4 separate regions of the Zea mays genome follow, and regions 2, 3 and 4 are each linked to region 1. A link is a contact called in public Hi-C data. All regions are on one chromosome and are shown on one strand. Each heading gives the region's core, a stretch centred on a gene start, on an enhancer-like site or on the middle of the called end of the contact. The rest is flanking DNA. Distances are from core to core; before and after follow the strand shown.

The links. A called contact is a pair of places that touch in the nucleus more often than the background predicts.
Region 2: a Hi-C map of ear shows a contact between it and region 1, with 2.5 times the contacts expected there. The contact joins the promoter of LOC100281416 here to the promoter of LOC103629361 in region 1. A contact is called at or near these places in 3 of 25 Hi-C or Micro-C datasets (ear, leaf and tassel).
Region 3: a contact with region 1 is called in a Hi-C map of ear, with 2.3 times the contacts expected there. The contact joins the promoter of LOC100284588 here to the promoter of LOC103629361 in region 1. A contact is called at or near these places in 3 of 25 Hi-C or Micro-C datasets (ear, leaf and tassel).
Region 4: a contact with region 1 is called in a Hi-C map of leaf, with 8 times the contacts expected there. The contact joins the promoter of LOC100381857 here to the promoter of LOC103629361 in region 1. A contact is called at or near these places in 9 of 25 Hi-C or Micro-C datasets (bundle sheath, ear, endosperm and 3 more) and 1 of 3 datasets of contacts at active chromatin or transcription factors (seedling).

What each region holds. Positions count from the first base shown.
Region 1 is chr6:64,423,927-64,426,626 of Zm-B73-REFERENCE-NAM-5.0, forward strand. It overlaps LOC103629361 (protein MEI2-like 2), which reads right to left and starts at 1,437. Exons shown (of 13, transcript XM_008650500.3): 1 at 938-1,437; 2 at 207-276; 3 at 1-109. The coding sequence starts at 74.
Region 2 is chr6:64,906,489-64,909,188 of Zm-B73-REFERENCE-NAM-5.0, forward strand. LOC100281416 (methyltransferase) reads right to left here and starts at 1,451. Exons shown (of 7, transcript NM_001154334.1): 1 at 1,317-1,451; 2 at 1,088-1,162; 3 at 1-381. The coding sequence starts at 376.
Region 3 is chr6:64,697,856-64,700,555 of Zm-B73-REFERENCE-NAM-5.0, forward strand. LOC100284588 (glutamine cyclotransferase) reads right to left here and starts at 1,434. Exons shown (of 11, transcript NM_001157483.2): 1 at 1,091-1,434; 2 at 801-857; 3 at 672-707; 4 at 470-534; 5 at 291-354; 6 at 1-35. The coding sequence starts at 1,393.
Region 4 is chr6:64,056,290-64,058,989 of Zm-B73-REFERENCE-NAM-5.0, forward strand. It overlaps LOC100381857, which reads left to right and starts at 1,381. Exons shown (of 18, transcript NM_001174644.1): 1 at 1,381-2,254; 2 at 2,581-2,652. The coding sequence starts at 1,547.

The DNA.
Region 1 (2,700 bases), core at 187-2,686:
GTATCGCCAAAACCAGCTCGAACATTGAGCAGCGGTGGCATAGGGACCCTCCAAGGGTTGTTATTTGCGGCCATCTGTCGTGACTTTGAGGTGGCAGGTACCACAAGACCTGATACAATCTTATAAAGAGTAATGCATTTGACAAATACACAGGCAGAAAACATCAAGCAGGAAGGGGGAATGTGTGGTAATCGCAGAATATGAACCTGGTGGGTTGTAAGTAAGGATCTGACGATCAATCAAACACAGCAAGCATTCTCATTTGGCTGCTGATACCTGCAGGAGGAAACAAAAAGGGTTGAGCATGTGTCATCGTCTGTCATTTACTCATGTGGGTTGGGTCTCTCTGTGTAGAAGACTGCAGTCGATGGCAAAAACCGACTTTTTTTTCTTTTTTGGGTGGTGGGGGTCTAGGGGATAGGGGGGCAGGGAGTTGATTGTGCAGCTGGTGGACACGGCAATATGAGAACAATAACGTGTATTAATTTGCTTGGCACGGGATAGTCAAACATGCCAGGTCTTAAAAGGAAGGAATTCATTGGATAGACGCAACAAAGTTTGACCCAAAAATAGCGATGAGGAAGATGGAATGGAAGCAATCCAATCCAATCGCATGATCGGATCTCTAAATCAAACAAAAACAGGCAGAGGCAGGCGTGCGGAAGCGGGAGTGAAGGGATAAATCAGGTAGTGGCAAGGAAGTGAAGGATTACGAGCGGAGGGAAGGAAATTAATGATTAGGAGTAGAACCGAGGATGACGAACAGTGGTACAGGTAGGTGGAGTAGTCACTGAAGCTGGAAATGAAGGAAGGATTTGCGTTGTCCCCTGGGTCAGAGGCGCGTTGAGGATTGGCAATCGGCAGAGCAATCTCATCATCAGTTAAACGAGAAAAAAAAAAGACGAGATGGAACGGAAGAGTGAGGGGGATAGATCACCAGCGCAGGCGGGGGTAGAACCCTAACACTGAAACCCTCCTCTTGTGCGCGGCGGGCGCAGCGGCGGACGAGGAAGAGACGGGGCGGCGGCGGCGGGAGAAATCAATCGCTCTTCCGGCCGATTGTGTCTCTCCTTTCTCTAGACCTAGTCCCCTACTAGTTTCAGTTTGGTGAGTTTTTTCCGGTTTATTTTTATAGGGAGACACACCAACTCACAAGGAGAAGGAGCAGACAGACCACTATAACTATTATAATAAATAATACATCAGAGTATTATAATTATTACTATATAATTGATTATCTCTCAGTGAAAGCGGAAGGTTAAAAAGAAAAGAAATATATCAGAGTCTAGTGGTGGATAGCGATAGGAGGTATGATGATTGGTGCGAGCGCCGAGCCTTTCGTCTCTACTCATCCTCATGTGCACCTTCCACCTTCTATTCTGCTCTATGAGCATGACATGTGGGTCCCGAATCACCCGGAACCTCACGCGTCAGTGGGTGTCCCGCTCCGTCAGACGGGCTGGGGAACAAGTGGAGGACCCACGCGCGCAGCCAAAAGCCAAGTGGGTCGCACCTGTCAGTAACGTCGACGTCATCTAATCTAATCAGCTGGAATTGGAGTGGCTTGTGGGTGATACCAATAACGCATATGCATTTCAAATTAATAGATTGATAGGGACAACATCCCAATAAATAATATCAAGTAACCAAGCAGCCATTAAATACAAACGTGCAAATAGATCTCTTGCTCTATTAGATCTAGATCTAATGTATGTCATATTTAACACTTAAACCCTCCCACTACTATCTCATGCAGCTTTATAAAGAATCTCTAACAAATCACGATTGCATCTATGATTAAATTTAGATCAAACGGACCCAGATGCTTGCCTAAATACTGTTGGGGGCCTTCGTCTTCCGAAGGTCCTCAAAAATATGATTAACAATATTTCCCAAGTGTAATATATGTACATGAACCTTCGAACTCGGAATAAAAGTTGTACACAATGTGAAAAGCATGGTCGAGACGAAGGTTGAAACAGCTCCGAAGCTACGCGTAAGGAAGCTTTGGCTCAGCGGCAGAAAAAGGAACCGACTTAAAGGGGAAAAGGCTATCTAGTCCTCGTTGGATTGTCCTTAAGTCAATAATAAACATAAAAGGCATGTATGTAATTTTACATAGGTTGCGTCCTGTGCCTATAAATAGATGAACAGTGCCCCCGTACTGTTCAGGTTGACTTGTATTCGCTCATGCGTCACGCTTGGACTTTTACCTTCTGTCAAGCCAAAGGTACAAATGTAATTTAATATTGTTCTTGTTCATCCATGATGATATAATAAAGATATATTAATAATGTCATATGATTATTCGTGTTATCTCTTATATTTCATATGTTTCTTCTTTCATTAACATATACTGCGATGATGAGGGTTCGTCCTTTAGGACCTTCGTCTGAAGGTCATTATATCCTAAGTGAGATAATACTTCAAAGGATGATGGGCATTAACCTTTAATATTTTGTGTTGCCTTGTTCTTAACTCATAGCATTTGAGAACAAGTCCCCAACATTGGCGCCCACCTCTGGTGTACTCACTTCCACAATCTTCGGCAAAGCATCAACCTTCGTCATGCCGTCGAAGAAAATAACAGCACCAAGGGATGCACTGCAGCCACTGGACACAAACCAGGAGACTCTCTCTCTCCGAGAGGCCAGAAGCCAAAAGAGAAAGTGTAGGATCTAGGACACCGGCTAGAGGGGG
Region 2 (2,700 bases), core at 201-2,700, 480 kb after region 1:
TCTTTGGGCAGTGCCGCTCCCTGTACTGCATCATTTTCTTTGGGAACTTCCTAGCTTTCCTTGGATCTTGGCAAGGGGTATACTCACTGTACTTGAGCTGGCAAGGTGGGAATTTCTCCACAGCAAGCGCCGATTCATTGAAGCCCACCTGGTGGTGGGCTTGGAAATCCAGGCGAGCACCAGATGATCGCACGGGATCTTTGCACTGGGTTCTGGTACTTATTAAGGGGGAACTAATGCCGTTCGAGGTACCTTGCCAAGCACCAAGAATGTATGCTGTGACACAGAGGCCAATGACACCTATGGTGAGAGTTACGCGCATCCTTTGGAATTCTGGGTGGCGCACCTTGGGGGATCCATCCTGTTCTTTAGCCATTAGAGCTGCAAGAAACTGGAAATGAGTGCATACATACTACAGCACAATACATTTTGTATGACAGGTAAGGAATGAAACGAGGGGGCAATGCCGTGGAGAGCTAAACAGGGTGATTAAGAGATTCATACCGTTATTATAATTTCTACAGTTTTGAGATAAGCAGCTACTATTTATACAAGGAGAAATATGCCATTAAGGAGAAAATTCTGTACTGCACCCTCCAGCCACAAGTAGATGTCGTTTTTCGGAGTGCAAAAAGTAGCTAGTTACAAGACAAAATGTCATCTAACTATGATCGGATGTACTTAGTGCCGTATTTGGAAAACCTAGATTTTTTTAGTGGTATATGGTTCCAGTATCGTGGATTTTTCAGTGGGATGTATTTAATAAATCTGTTTTGTTATATAGAAAGAAATCTAAAACAGGCAACAAAGAACAAAGGTAAGCAGCAGCCAGCAGGCAGCAACAAAGGGAGGGACACAGACGTATAGCTGCTGTCCCCAAAGAAGAAAGTGAACTGCAGAAAGCCGAGAAAAGCCACTGCCGACCCATCGTCCTTGGTAACATAACAAAACAAAGCTGCCTAACAGAGGCAATTCGATGCTTTTGCAAAGCAAGTATACTTGAGTGATGTAACTGACGATGAAAACTATGGATTGAGAAGGGGAGTAAGGAAGTTTGCAATTTTGCAGCAAGGTAACCATAACTAACCAGGCGAGGAAGACGGGAAACCCCTCAGAGATGAAAGAAGATGTGGAACAATCAAAATCTGGCGTTCTGCGGCCCCTAGCAGGGAATAAAACAAATAAACATACATACATACATAATGTAGGGTAACAAGTTGAGATGGATTGTGAGTGTCAGAGTAGTGAGTAGCATGACAGTTGACGAAGATGAAGGAATTAATTAAGGAGAAATCTAAACATGGAATGAAGCTCACTTCGCTTGATTTCCTTGGCCGGCGCGGGGGGTCGGCGGGACTACGGGAGAGAGGAAGGAGAGCCACGAGGGAGAAGATGGATGGAACTGAAAGAGCCTCCGCCGCCGCAGCAGAAGAAGGGAACGCAGGACCCTCTCTCTCTTGAGACGCCTCTCTCTTCCTCTTTATTCTCAGCAACGATATGGATAGGGACGGGAGTATGGGACGGATCCAGGCATCCAGCCCAGCCCGGATTGATGGAGTTCCCTTCGGAATCCAGGCCGGCCTGGCACTGGAAGAGGGCCATCCAGGCCCCCTTCCTCACTGCACGGCCCGTGGATCCATGTGGTGACTCAACGCATTAAAATTTCAACATTTTATTGTGGGCAACGAGTCAACGACTAATATACAAGTAGATATTAGGTGTAAGCGTACAAGCAGATTTTTTTGTCTGTTAGATCTAAATCCAACAGTAGATACAATTGTGGTTTGTTAGGGCTTTGTTATAAAGCTACATCAGGTGGTTGTGAAAGGGTTTAAATGTTAAATATGACATTACCGTTGAATCTAGATCTAACGGAGTAAAATATCTGCTTGCACGCTTCTACCTAATTGAAAGTCGCCTAGAGGGGGGTGGATAGGCGAAACCTGAAAATTAAAACTTTATCCCCCAACTAGATCCCTTGATTAGTGGTTAGAACAAGATATATAATTATCGGAGTATAAAAACTAAGTCCTTGCTTGTAAAGAGTATTGCTTTCAAATAATGCGGAATTGATAAATCAATACTATTAATAAGTCTATGAGAATAAAGCAAGAGGCTTAAGTAAGAAGAGTAATAACACAAGTTTTCTCTTGCAATGAGTTGCTTCACTAAATGAGAATATAACTTAAAGCAACACCAAATAGAATTAGCAAAGAGTAATGCAAGAGAAACTTAGAAAGGGAAAGAACAAACAAATCACAAGCAATAAGCACACAAGACACGGGTGATTTGTTTTACCGAGGTTCGGCCCTCGAAGGCCTAGTCCCCGTTGAGGAGTCCACTTAAGGACGGGTCTTTTTCAACTCTTTCCCTCTCTCCACCGATCACCCAAGGATCGGCGAGCTCTTCTTCTTCTCAAGGATCACTCTCGATCCCGCAAGGACCACCACACTCTTTGGTGTCTCTTGCTAGCTTTTACAAGCCTCCAAAACTTTGGAGTAAGTTTGAATGGGAGTCAAGAACTCCACGCGCAAATGAACACAAAGATGAAGCTCACACTATCTCTCAATGGATCTCACAAGGCACTAGGGCTAAACTCAATTGAGTAGCTCTCAATTGCTTGCTCTCTCTTTTGTGGCACTTGTATTGGTTGTAGTGGGCTAGATCTTGTGTATAGGATGTATCAATGAATATATGTGG
Region 3 (2,700 bases), core at 184-2,683, 270 kb after region 1:
CAACCATCTCGCATTTTATGGGTAAAACTCGTGCACTGCATATTCAGTATATAGGAAATTAACAACAACAACATAATCATGCACCAAAAGTAAACTGGTGAGCAAATAAAAGTTCAAGAGATATCGGTAATGCCAAGCAATTATACACCCAGCCCTCACAAGAAAAGCACCATCATGAAAAAAAGAAAAGCTGATACCCAAATTAAGTGGGATTTTAGAATTGTTATCCAGGGTTTAGAACAATAGGTCTGTGTGATTGACGTAAGCATAGACACAGGGCGGCAGCATACTTTGGAGAAGTTATGCCGGTCATATATAAACCCGTCGTTCTTCAACCAGGTAACCTGAAACAATCTACAGAGTGAAATAAATGAAAATGAAATATGGTATGAATAGGGAAGATACAAACAAAGTAAGCCCATGCCAGTTATCTCCGAGAAAGGGATTGGCATGTGAGGTGGTTATGCACCTGTCACCAAGAAGAGTTAAACCTTCTCCAAACACATCTCCGTCCATTTGGTGGTTAACCAAAACCTAAGAAATGGCGAATTGCAAATCAAGCTTTAAGGGAAGCTTAGTAAAATAATCAGGTGATGAGTGAGTGAACAAAGAGCGTCGCAAGCACGAGACATGTGACGATAAACATGAATGAGCATGGAAGTTAAGCATACTTTTCCGGTCTGAAGCTCAACCTTTCGAACTGAAGACTGTTGAGAAACCAAAAGCAGAGACATTTAGTGGGATGCAAATGTAGGATGGGCAGAGGACTGTTTGTTGCGCACGGTAGAAGCGAACATTACCCTGCCGTAGAGGCCAGTGGACTCGAAAAGCGTGTCATTTCCCGCGTACAAGATACCCTACATCCGAAGCACAGAGAAATAACTAAGAATGCATCGAACAAACAAGAATTGAGAAAATATGGTGTCCTTTTTGTACACGCGCTCATCAAGAAGGGAAGGCGACGACAAGTAATAACTAGTACCACAGGAAGCGAATTCCCCCCTCCTTATTTGTGATGTGGTTGAGATCAGATCTCGCATCAGGAAGAAAGAAGAGAAGAGAAGAGAAGAGAGGCACATATAGATAATACCTGGGTGAAGGCGGCCGGGTCGTGAGGGTACTCGCGCACCAGGTCGAAGGAGAAGAACCTGGTGGAAACAGCTGGGTGGGAGAGGAGGGCGGCCGGCGGGGACCCTGCTCGCCTGGTGGCGTAGGCGGCGGCGAGGAGGAGAAACGCGGCCAGCGCGACGGCGCCTGCGATGACCGGGCCCCGGAGGTAGAGAGGCTTAGGGGGCGCGGGAACCGGCGCGGGGACGGAGACGGAGGAGGCAGGTGTCATGGCGCGACGGTGGTGATGCGGCGGCGGCGGCCTCCGTCGGGAGCCAACGGACATCAGGGGCAGACAGTTGAAAAAGTCAACGTGTCCACGCCCACCCGTGACCCGCCTACACTTGCCTTCCTTTATTTTTTTCCATCCTGTTTCTTTTTTCCCTCCAAATCACATGCATATTTTTCTATACAAAAACGAAACATATAGTCATTAATTTAATGGGGTGATTGTTTTTTTCTCTAGAATGTGACGTCATCCTGTGTTGTCTTTCCATCGCAACAGCAAGTTCCCTTCACTTTAATCGTTAAGTTAGACTTTAGTTCATATTTTACTTGACTTTAATCCATACCAACTTATATTGTTTGTATAGTATTTTGTCTCTATAAATTGTAGCTACAACAGTTCAAACAATTGACTTTAAATTGAAGCGATCAGCTGAGTTTTTTCTAACCAAGGGTTCGTTCATTCTAATTTCTACCCAACTTCACCCTTGTCATTTTCATCGTCGTATTCTATTCTTTAATGTACTACGTGCAATTTAATTGATAGAGTGTAACCTTTGTTTCTACTTCATGTGACGTAAATATTTCTTCAACCCAAAACCATGCATTTGACATGGGAAACGGTTAATGTTTATATATTGTTACCCCTAATTATTCAAACTATATATGACTATATGAATTAATATAAGGACATAAAATATAGTTTTGTACTACCTCCATTCACAAATATATGACACCATTAACTTTTTTTGAAAACTTTGCCCACTCGTATTATTCAATATATTTATTCAAAAATGTAAAATTTTAAATCAAGCACAAACTACCTTGAATAATAAAACAAATCACAACAAAGAAAATAATAATTTATTATTTTTTGAATAAATGAGTGGTCAAAGTTTTTTTTAAAAAAAAGTCAACGGTGTAATATATTTATGAACGGATGGAGTATTTAAAGTACATTTAAAATGGTATTTATTTTTTATTAGCAAACAACACATGACTTATATTGTGATACACACTAAGAGCATCTCCAAGTGTTGGCGTTTCGGACCCGCGAGGACCCTTAACCGACTAGTGAATTTGTCGCTGCGTGTCCCTGCCTAGATGGATTGATGCAAGATGGAACACAAGAGGGAGGATGAGGCTTATGTTATCTTGCACCGGGGTGCTCGTAGTAGGGGTTACAAGCGTCGCAAGAGAGAGAGAGGGTCTGGCCCTGAGGTGAGCTGTCTGAGTTAGCCTCCTCTGCGTTTCTCCCACTCTGCCTGCCTCTGCTCGTCTTTTTTCCGCCCCCCTTAGGAAGGCCCTGGACATCCCCTTAGGAAGGCCCTGGACATCCCCTTTTATAGATACAAGGAGATGGCCCAG
Region 4 (2,700 bases), core at 131-2,630, 370 kb before region 1:
CGAAAGGCCCGTGAGCCCAATAATTCGCAAGGTCATTCCTTCGTGGGTCTGGAGAGGAACGTCTAGTGAAGCAGTTTGACACAAGGCCGGATCGGCGTAGGCCCAGATGGCCCGACGAGTTTGAATTGCAACCGCAACAGAGATCCGACCTTCCCGCGCAGGGGCCTCATACATCGGAATAGAGCAGGGGAAGGTCGGCTGGATTATAGTAAGATAGACTCAGTCGGTTTACTATTACTTAGGCTCGCGTTGTTATCATATCCACATGTAACGCCTCACGGTCGAGTATATAAGGCCTAGGGGGCACCCCCTCGAAAAGCATCTCACTACTTAGCCATCCACTCGGTTCTCTAACATACTCAACACTAGAGAGCCTCCTTGTAATCCACCACATAAAGTACTCACGCCAGGACGTAGGGTGTTACGCATCTCTAAGCGGTCCGAACCTGTACAAAACTGTCTACTGTCTCTCGTGCATTCAGCGCGAACCATCGAGCTACCGTCGGTAACACCGTCCTACTCCAAAAAAGCACCTCGAGGGGTAACCCCGGGTGCGCGGTCGGACCCAAAACACCGACAATTACCCTTTGATTTACCAGAAGCAAAAAAAAAGAATTAGTAGCAGGTTATCAAACCGAATATTTTAGTATTAAATATGGTTTATTTTATCTTGTTTCTTACCTAAATTTTTCTCTTTATTTGTAATTGTTCTATACTTAGGCGAGTGAAATTTCTCTATTCCCTATATATCCTATTCTGGATTTTTTTAAATGAATAAAATAAATGGAATTTAGAAGTGGTAACAGGTGAATACGAGAGTATCTAAATAAAGTCTAAGATTTTATTTGACTAATCTTGTATTCACTCGATCCAAAACAGGGTAGGCCAAATAAAATAGTAAATAAAACAGTAGCTAATAATAATAATAATAATAATTTAATAACGGAAGTAAATGCTGAGGGCGGGCGAACCGGGCGATTGGTTTCCTTCTCGGACTCTTCGTCGTCTTCTCCGATCTCCCCTTCCTCCCTCGCTCTCTCCCGCCCCCGTGGTCCAAACCCTAACAAACAGCAATCAAGCGGAACCCCTGCAATCGTAATCGGTTCGCTGCCTAATCCCCTCCCTTTCTCATCTCATGACCATGCCGGCCTCGTCCCCCTCCGTTGGCAGCGCCTGTGACCCACCGCCGCCGCCGCCTCCGCCGCCGCCGCGGGCTATGAAGCGCGAGCTCGCCTTCGCGCTCCAGTCCCTGTCCGAGATCTCTGCCTCCCACGGCCGCACGCGCTCCGGCCGCCCCATCTCTTCCCTTCCAGACCCATCGGCATCAGCATCTCTCAAGAGGCGCAAGAGATCTGACCCGCCCGCCCCTGCCCCCGCCCCCGCCCCTGCCCCCGCAGCCGATCTCGTCTCCCCGCCCACGCCGCCTATCGACGCCGAGCCGCCTAACCAGCCCCTCCGTGACATCATCCAACCGCTACATGGATCTAATCCTCCCACCGCCTCTGACCACCGATTCGATTCCAATGCCGATCAAGAGGTCTTGGCAATGGAAGTGATTGCAAAGCCGAATCTGCCCGCAGAAGAGGATATTGCAGCAGATGACTCGGCAATGGAAGTGACTGCAAAGTCGAATGTGGCTGCAGCGGATGGTGTATCAAAGCCGAATGTTTCCGCAGAGGATACTGCATCAAAGTCAAATGTGGCCGCTACTGTAGCAGTAGCACCAACTCTGTTGGAAACTGCCATTGCAGCTGGAAATGACCAGTGTGATACCTCAAACTCAAATGGAGAAAATCTACAGCAGCAAGCCGTGGAAAATGTATTAGTCTCCACCACTATGTTAGCTGAGGACACTGTCACACCTGCAGCTGCTGCCGGGCTCAAGCCTGCAAGGCGCTTCACTCGATCGTTGCTCAAGAATAATAAACCAGATAAAGAAGAGTCTGCATCTTGTGAAAGTCAGGCAACACCAGATGGTAGCAAGGATGCCTCAGTTGGTTTTACTTTGCTCCTGGAGAAGCCTCAGAGAAGGTTCACAAGGTCGTTGCTCAAGACAAAGGTTGAGAGCAGTTTGGTTGGATCTGATGATGTGCTGGACAGTGCATCTGATTCCCCTCCATCAGTGAAGAAGATGGAGATGAAGATGTCAAAGAAAGTTGCATGTCTCACGAAGCACCCTGGAAACATTAGAGAGCTGCTCAACACAGGCATGCTTGAGGGGATGCCAGTTATGTACATCATTCCTCATAGCAAGGTACGTGAGAATCAGCCTTAATGTTTTATGAGCAGTTCATAAATTTGTGGTTACTGGTGTGCTAATGGCTTGCAAATTCATGTTTTAACTTTTTTTACCGGTTTAGCATAGTCTAGTAATATCAATACAGAGTTATCCTTAGTTGGGATAGTAGGAGTATTTGGCAGACCTTAAACCATGATCCATGACAACAAATGCAGGTTAAGGATAAAGTTGCCGTGGTGGAATTAAAGTTGCTTTGATGACATATTGCCTTGGATTGTTGTCTGTCTGGTTTTTGTATCCTCATGCAATTATTAACATAAGTTTATGCTTGCAAGTTGCAGAAGGCTGTCCTAAAAGGAGTGATTACTGGTTGCAATATACGTTGCTTTTGCCTGTCCTGTAATGGCGCCAAGGTATGTGTTCCTTAGTATATAAACTGTTAAAGAACAAAAACTGTTTAT